2 separate regions of the Mus musculus genome follow, and region 2 is linked to region 1. A link is a contact called in public Hi-C data. All regions are on one chromosome and are shown on one strand. Each heading gives the region's core, a stretch centred on a gene start, on an enhancer-like site or on the middle of the called end of the contact. The rest is flanking DNA. Distances are from core to core; before and after follow the strand shown.

What was found. Hi-C and Micro-C count contacts between places; a contact is called where the count stands out from the background.
Region 2: a contact with region 1 is called in a Hi-C map of the MNK3 cell line, with 3 times the contacts expected there. The contact joins two enhancer-like sites. A contact is called at or near these places in 1 of 39 promoter capture datasets (hippocampal neurons), 1 of 15 datasets of contacts at CTCF or cohesin (embryonic stem cells), 7 of 484 Hi-C or Micro-C datasets (the MNK3 cell line, embryonic stem cells and myeloid progenitors), 3 of 115 datasets of contacts at active chromatin or transcription factors (all in embryonic stem cells) and 1 of 9 other capture datasets (embryonic stem cells).

Annotation. Positions count from the first base shown.
Region 1 is chr16:48,325,087-48,328,943 of GRCm38.p6, reverse strand. No RefSeq gene overlaps it. Among named protein-coding and RNA genes, the nearest start is that of Dppa2, 17 kb to the right of the region's middle. Within about 2 kb of position 1,878, at least 9 of the 459 cell types and tissues checked have an H3K27ac peak or open chromatin away from gene starts, as enhancers often do. A contact at or near this core is called in the MNK3 cell line, where this site is marked.
Region 2 is chr16:48,669,363-48,673,233 of GRCm38.p6, reverse strand. No RefSeq gene overlaps it. Among named protein-coding and RNA genes, the nearest start is that of Gm41458, 57 kb to the right of the region's middle. Within about 2 kb of position 1,718, at least 39 of the 459 cell types and tissues checked have an H3K27ac peak or open chromatin away from gene starts, as enhancers often do. A contact at or near this core is called in the MNK3 cell line, where this site is marked.

The DNA of each region.
Region 1 (3,857 bases), core at 629-3,128:
GCCTGGTGCAGGAAGACCTGAGAGCTCTACATCTTCATCTGAAGGCTGCTGACAGAACACTGGCTTCCAGCTAGGATGAGGGTCTTAAGCCCATAGACACAGTGATACACCTGCTCCAACAGGACCATACCTTCTAATAGTGCCACTCATAGGGCCAAGCATATACAAACCATTACAATGATATACAAAAGTTAAAATATCATAAGGAAAACCATTGTTTTGCACACTAAAAACTAAGTTAATTAGTTAATTGATTTTAAAGATGTATGAATTTTATGTTTATAGGAGTTTTGCCCCTACAAAACTGTTATGGTCATGCAGTTCATGTAGAGACCAGCAGAGGGTCTCAGAGCCTCTGGCACAAGAGTTGTGGAAAATTTTCACCTGCCATGGGAATCCATCATGAGTCCTCTGTAAAGGTAACCAGTGCTCTTAATCACCGACCCTAGCATTCTTAATCACTGAGATGTCTCTCCGGATTCCAAATTAAATGTTTAAGTAGGAAAAATTGGAGCTGAGGAGACGCTTACTGGGTAAGAGTACTTGTCATACAAACTCAAGTTTGACCCCTGGAGCCCAAACAACAACAGCAAACTGAATGTGGAGGAGTTACACTGAACTAATGCTAACATTTGGGAGTTAGGGTTGGTAGGATCAGTCATTAGAAGATATCCTGCAACGCTTGAACTGTTATCTTAAGAAAACAAATTCTAGGGGCTGGAGAGATGGCTCAGCAGTTAGGAGCACTGACTGCTCTTCTGAAGGTCCTGAGTTCAAATCCCAGCAACGACATGGTGGCCCACAACCACCTGTAATGAGATCTGACACCTTCTTCTGGTGTGTCTGAAGTCAGCTACAGGGAACTTATGTATAATAATAAATAAATCTTTGGGACAGAGTGAGCAGGGACTGAGTGAGGGGGGGCCAACCGGAGTGGTCAGGGTTGACCAGAGTGAGAGAGGTCTTAAAATTCAACTCCCAACAACCACATGAAGGCTCACAACCATCTGTATTCACTTACATAAAATAAATAAATAAATAAATAAATAAATCTTAAAAAAAAAACAAAACAAAACAAATTCTACTAACGGGTTATTTATATACAAGCATAAAACCGGTCATAGATGCCTCAAAAAATGTGATTGTCATAAATCTTCAGTATATAACTTACTGCTTAATCTTGTTTTTTTTAGTATTAGTACATTTATTTATTGGGGGAGTGCACATTCCTCCAAGTAGGTATGAAAATCAGAGGAAAACTTGAGGGAATGAATTCTCTCCTTTGACCATATGACTCTTGGGGATCCAGCTCAGGTTACCATAAGTCTTGGCACCTTTACACACTGGTCCATCTCAACCCCCAAGTTGCCTAATTTCTTTTTCTCAATACACAGCATTATCACCTATTGTATGACCGTTACCTTCCCTAGGTACTGAGACCGCAAAGTGAACATGACTTGGTGAGTCACTCAGTAAAGTTTTCAGGACATTTCTACTGTCAAGAGTAACCATGAAGGAAGCTCTTTAAAGATGAGATCCTGCCCCTGTGTATCTTTGTGTTGCTAAGGATGCAAACAACGTGTTTTCAAAGTCCATACTCTATTTGTGTTCAGTAATCGATGACACGGAAAGCCTATGCTTTCTTCTCTCCTGTGGAGTTGGTAAGCAGACTTGGGAAAGGGGAAACACCCCCCTCTGTTTCTTGTTTATGTTAGGGTGAAGAACTGAGGCTTGGCTGGGCTTTAGCAGCAGTGGTCAAAGAAGGTGGTTTGGGGAGAGCCACAGGCCTGTTAGTCTTGTGGTCATTTGGAGCCAAGCAGGTCATTAGGCTGACCTCATGGGCAGATCTCAAACAGCATAACAGATGGGTGCTATTATGGGTCGACACTGACGAATAGGATTTGCTCAAAATAGCACAACGAATCCGGCTCTTGGGGGACAGTGAACATTTATCATTGGTGATTAATCCTTCCAAGAGTCCATTTCGAAGCTAACAGGGCTCTCTTCTCTCTCTCTCTCTCTCTCTCTGTGTGTGTGTGTGTGTGTGTGTGTGTGTGTGTGTTTGAGAGAGAGAGAGAGACCCATTCAGAAAGTATTTACTTTTTTGTTCTACATGAAGATTTCCCCCTCAAGTATTTAAATAATGAACTGTCTAGTAGATTAGTCCCAACTCCCAAACTTAAGCCTGTAACCCACTTTTTTCAGGGGGCAATAGAGAGAGAGAGAGGAGAGGTGAAGATAGAGTTTCTCTATGTAGCCCTGGCTATCATAGAACTCACATTGTTGATTAGGCTGGCCTAGAACTCAGAGATCCACCTGCCTCTGCTTCCCAAGTGCTGGGATTAAAGGCTTATACCACCACACCTGGCCTGACCTACTTTCTAGTATGTGCCTAGTTATTATAATACTTTCTTTTTCTATAGTTTTATATTTTTCTTTCCTTTCTTTTGGGGAAAAATGTTATCTTGCCTGTTTCTTTTGTTTTGAAACCAGGACTCACTATTCAGCTATAGCTAGCTTGAAACTGACTATGTGGATCAAGCTAGCTTTAAGCACTGGGAGTGCAGAGGTACGCCACTATACCAAGCACATTTCTCCTATAAAGATACACTTTTGCCTGTATTCTTTTCTTGTTTTTAAAGGTTTATTTTATTATATGTATGTACACTCTAGCTGTCTTCAGACACTCCAGAAAAGGGAGTCAGATCTCATTACAGATGGTTGTGAGCCACCATGTGGTTGCTGGGATTTGAACTCAGGGCTTATGGGAAGAGCAATCAGAGCTGTCAGTGCTCTTAACCGCTGAGCCATCTCTCCAGCCTCTTTTAACTGTATTCTTAGATGACACCTACTACAAATGTCAGCACAGCACCTGAAAGAGGTTAGATATTAGTAGATTTAACACACCTTAAAACAATTAACATTCTCAAAGAGCAAAGGGCTCAGGTAATGAGGGTGAGGGTTTTTTCTCTCTCTCTCTTATTTATTTATTCCCTTTACATCTGAATTGAAGCATCCACCTCTCCTCCCAGTCTCCCAACACATGTACACCCTCCCCACCCCACCCTCTGCTTCATCTCTGCAAAGGGTAAGGTCTCCCTCTGTACCAATCCGCCGTGAAACCGCAAGTGAGGGTAAGTTTTAAAACATGGAACATATTACAGCTGTCTAGGAAGGTTGGTAAGATTTGTTGGCCTTGAAGATGATGGGATATCAAGGACACTACAAAAAGTGAGAGCCATGATGTGATATTGTAAACTGAGGTGTTACATAAGTGTGTGGTCGTCTCTGGCATTTATTCCCATAACACTTGGAAGCTGGAAGCAGGAAGATCAGAATTCCAAGGTCCAATTCTGCTGCTTAATGAGTTCCAGGCTACACTGGAGCAACAAAAAGCAAATGGCTGAATGCTGGCGGGAGCCTTTAATTCTAGCACTCCAAAGGTGGACCTCTGAGTTCAAAGCCAGTCTAATCTGCATAGTGTGTTTCAGGACAGCCAGTGCTAGGTAGAGGTCCTGTCTCTAACAAGCAAACAAACAATAACTATAGCAAAAGAGAGAGGTATAAGCAGCAGAATTGCTTCAAATTCAAAGCCAGTCTAGTCTTCTCAGCAAATTTTAGTTCAAACATGGCTACATAGAAAGAGATAGCATCTTAAAAGAGAAAGAATATAGCTGAGAGATGGCTCAGCGCTGAAGAGCACAGATGCCGGGCGGTGGTGGCACACGCCTTTAATCCCAGCACTTGGGAGGCAGAGGCAGGTGGATTTCTGAGTTCGAGGCCAGCCTGGTCTACAGAGTGAGTTCCAGGACAGCCCGGGCTACACAGAGAAACCCTGTTCGAAACAAACAAACAAA
Region 2 (3,871 bases), core at 469-2,968, 340 kb before region 1:
CACATACACAAACACACATCCCATTTACACACACACACACACACACACCACTAAATAAGTATTTTTTAAAGGGGGGGGCTTTTTTTAAATGTATTTGAGGTCTACATGCTTTGGATTGTACAAATGTGACCAGACAATTTCCTCTGCAGTGGCTTCTCCTTTGCATGCTTCACGGCTGTCAATCCTCTTCTACTTAAGCAAATATTGACTTTCTGTCTTTATTACTTCCTCACTTTGATCCTCTGTGTCACAGGACTGTCTCTATCCAACAGAAACTATTTTAACATCACTTATTGACACCTGTAATGGTTCGCCATCATAGGCTGAATGTGAAATGTCTCCCCACATAAGCTTGTATATCTTTGAACAGGTTATGGCACTGTGTTGTGAAATTATGAAACCTTTGGAACATGGGGCCTCAGCAGTGGCTCAGGCCACCACTGTGGGACAGACTTTGAGAGCTATTATATGGTCCTGCTTCCAGCCTTTTATTTTATTTTTTTTTTTAAGTTTTATTATATGTGAGTACACTGTAGCTGTCTTCAGACGCACCAGAAGAGGGCATCAGATCTCATTACAGATAGTTGTGAGCCACCATGTGGTTGCTGGGATTTGAACTCAGGACCTCTAGAAGTACAGTCAGTGCTCTTAACTGCTAAGCCATCTCTCCAGCCCCTGCTTCCAGTCTTATTATTTGTTTCCTAGATGGGTAAGGTGCCAGGGAGATGGCACTCTGAAGTGCCCCATGCCTTTCTCACCATGACAGAGAGATATACCCTGGAACTGTGAACTGAAATAAGCCTTCCTCCCCTAAGTCACTTATGGTGTGTGTGTTGTCACAGCAACAGGAAAGTAAGTAGACAGTCACTTACATTAGGCAACACAAACACCCCTAATAATCTCTCATTTAAAGAAAACTTTATCAGTTTTAATTCCCCAAATACAGGATTTAGTGATTTACTCCTATTCCAATACATATATACATATACATGCATAGTTTTACGTGTGTATTGATTTTTGCTTAAAATGTGATTTTTAAAGCCAGGGGAAATAATAGCACACATAATTCTGTAGTGCCTTTTAGGAACTGTGATACATCTGTTCTTGTCATAGTCTTCCAGTTCAGAAGTCCCATTTTTTAACCTAAGCTCTAGTCTGAATATCATTTTTCTTCTATAGGCACTTTAAATTTATTTACTTTAATCATGTTCCTGTGTGTGGGTCTGTGCATGTGAGTTGTGGGTGCCCACAGAGGCCAGAGGCAGCACATTTCCTGGCGGCTAATGTCACAAGTGATTGATAGCGGTCCAAAATGGGGGATGGGAAGTGAATATGGTTTCTCTGCAAAACCAGTGTGTTTTCAACTACTGAGCTATTTTTCTAGGCCTGCGTCATTTCTCTTTTTAATCCACACCTCTTTGTCTTAAGGGGCCTTCTAACCGCTGTCCTCCTATTATTAGCAGCTGTGTTTGCTCGTGCAGAATTAACCCCAGATAGCAAGCAAAAAGCCCTGCTGCCTTCTTCTGGCTCATATTATCTGGGGTTGTAGACACTTTTCTCTCAGGATAGTTCTTTCCCTAAGGACAACAGAATCCTCATACTTCTTCCAGGGATGCTACTCTCTACCTAATTTTTCTTTGCACAGGAAGCAGCTCCATTGATAGTATCAAACATCTTGCCTTGATGACTTAAATTTCATTTCATACACTGTTTAAAATACCCATATACCCCACTTCCTCATAGAAAAACTGAACCTTTTTACATTGGTGTTCTGAAATCATCTGTTCTCTCTACTCCAATCTCTTATACCTTTAAGATCAAAAACAAGGACAAAACCTACAGCAATTTTTACCTATTTGATGATGCCATTTTCTGCTGCTTATTTGAAATAGGGATTTCATTTGCAATGCCAGCTGTTCTATCATTCCCTATGAGTTCATGTTAGCCAAGGAGATCCCAGAGGCCCCAGAAATAATGCAAGCTATTGCTGTTGCCTTTGGCTGCCCACCAGAACTTGATCTGAAGACTCAATACTACAGACATCACACACTTTGGACATAGGACACAGAAAAATCAAGATGAACCTGAATTAGAAGCTTCGTGCCTGCTGACTAGCATTCATGAAATTGCAATGTGATAAGCAAGCTGTCAAACTAGAAATGCCATCAATGGTCTTACCCAGCTGGGACCACTGCATGCTTCAATACCAACCTAGTACATCAAGTCTCTGTGAGGGTAGGCACATCTACTAAGGCCAGACAAGGCGGCACAGCTAGAAGAACATATCCCATGTACAGGCAACAGCTTTTGGGATAGCCCCTTCTCCAGTTGTTCAGGACCCATATGAAGACAGAACTGCACATCTGCTATAAGTGCAGCGAGGCCTAGGTTCAGCCAGGACATGTTCTTTGGTTGGTGGTTCAGTCTCTGAGAGACCCCAAGGGTCCAGGTTAGTTGGTTCTGTTGGTTTTCTAGTGAAGTTCCTATCCCCTTAGGGGCCAAAATCCTTCTTATTCTTTCATAAGAATCTCCAACCTCCATCCAGAGTTTGGTTGTGGTTGCCTGCATCTGTCTGAGTCAGTTGCTAGGTGGAGCCTCTCAGAGGACAGCCATGACTGCAAGCATAACAAGAGTATCATTAATAGTGTTAAGGATTGGTGCTTACCCATGGGCTTACGAGTCTCAAGTTGGAACAGTTATTGGTTGGCCATTCCCTCTGACTCTGTTCCATTCCCCATGCCTGCATTTCTAGTAGACAAAATAAATTTTGGGTCAAAAGTTTTGTGGGTGGGTTGGTGTCTCTATTGCTCCACTGGGGTTCCTGCCTGGCTACAAGAGGTGGCCTCTTCAAGTTCCACATCCCCAATGCTGTGAGTCACAGCTGAGGTCATCCCCATTGATTCCTGGGTGCCTCCCTTATCCCAGTTCTCAGTTTTTTCTTTGATATGAGGAAGAAAATTTTAAAAGATGGTCTTAGTTGTTTTGCTAGAAAGATATAATAAAGTTAGAATCAAGAATAGAATGTGCCCACTCCTCATAATAGAAAGTAAAGGTTGCATAATAAGAAATGCAATGAGCTTAAGTAATGGCTGCATAATAAGAAATACAATGAGCTTTCATAATTATACTAAAAAGAGGAATAGGTTTGGGACAAATTTGTGTTCAAGGAAAAGCATGCAGGTCCAAGGGTGAAGCCACAGTTGTGCACTATGATAAGATAAAGCTATGAGAAACTGTTGTTTTGGACTTATAATGAGCATATAGAATGCAGCTCTGCTTTGAAGTTAATATCAACATCCTTCTGTAACTCCTATTTTCTGTGACATTTTTCTTTGAGGCTATTTTCTCTAAGAACTTTTGTCTATTAAAAAAATGCCAGAGAAAATAAAGATGGTGTGATATTGTGTCGTGGTTGGACTCTACCCCATCCATCCATCTATCCATCCAAATGTCTGTCTGTCTGTCTATCTGTCTGTATATATGTTTTTACACTTAAGAATTAAAAGAGCTCAGAGTTTCTTTCTGGGCATTCTTGCCAGCCCCAACTAATTAAGTTTTCTTGTTCCTAACAACAGAAAGAGCAACTGAATTTGATTGGTTGGGCAAAAACACATCATTTACATTCAATGTCATTTGATAAGGATGGATCACTGGGGGAAGTCCCTAATCCCCAAGTCCTGATTGGTTAAAATTACAACTGTAACTTGGCCCAGATGCTTGCAGGTTTTATACTTATAGGTCCTCTTCAGCTCCTACTTGGACTGCCAGAAGAAACAATTCTCCCCAGTCCTTGTCTGGTAGCCCTGATAGATCAGTGACTCTGCTTATGTGGTGGGAACAATGAAAGATTTTATTGTTTTTGCGAACCCAT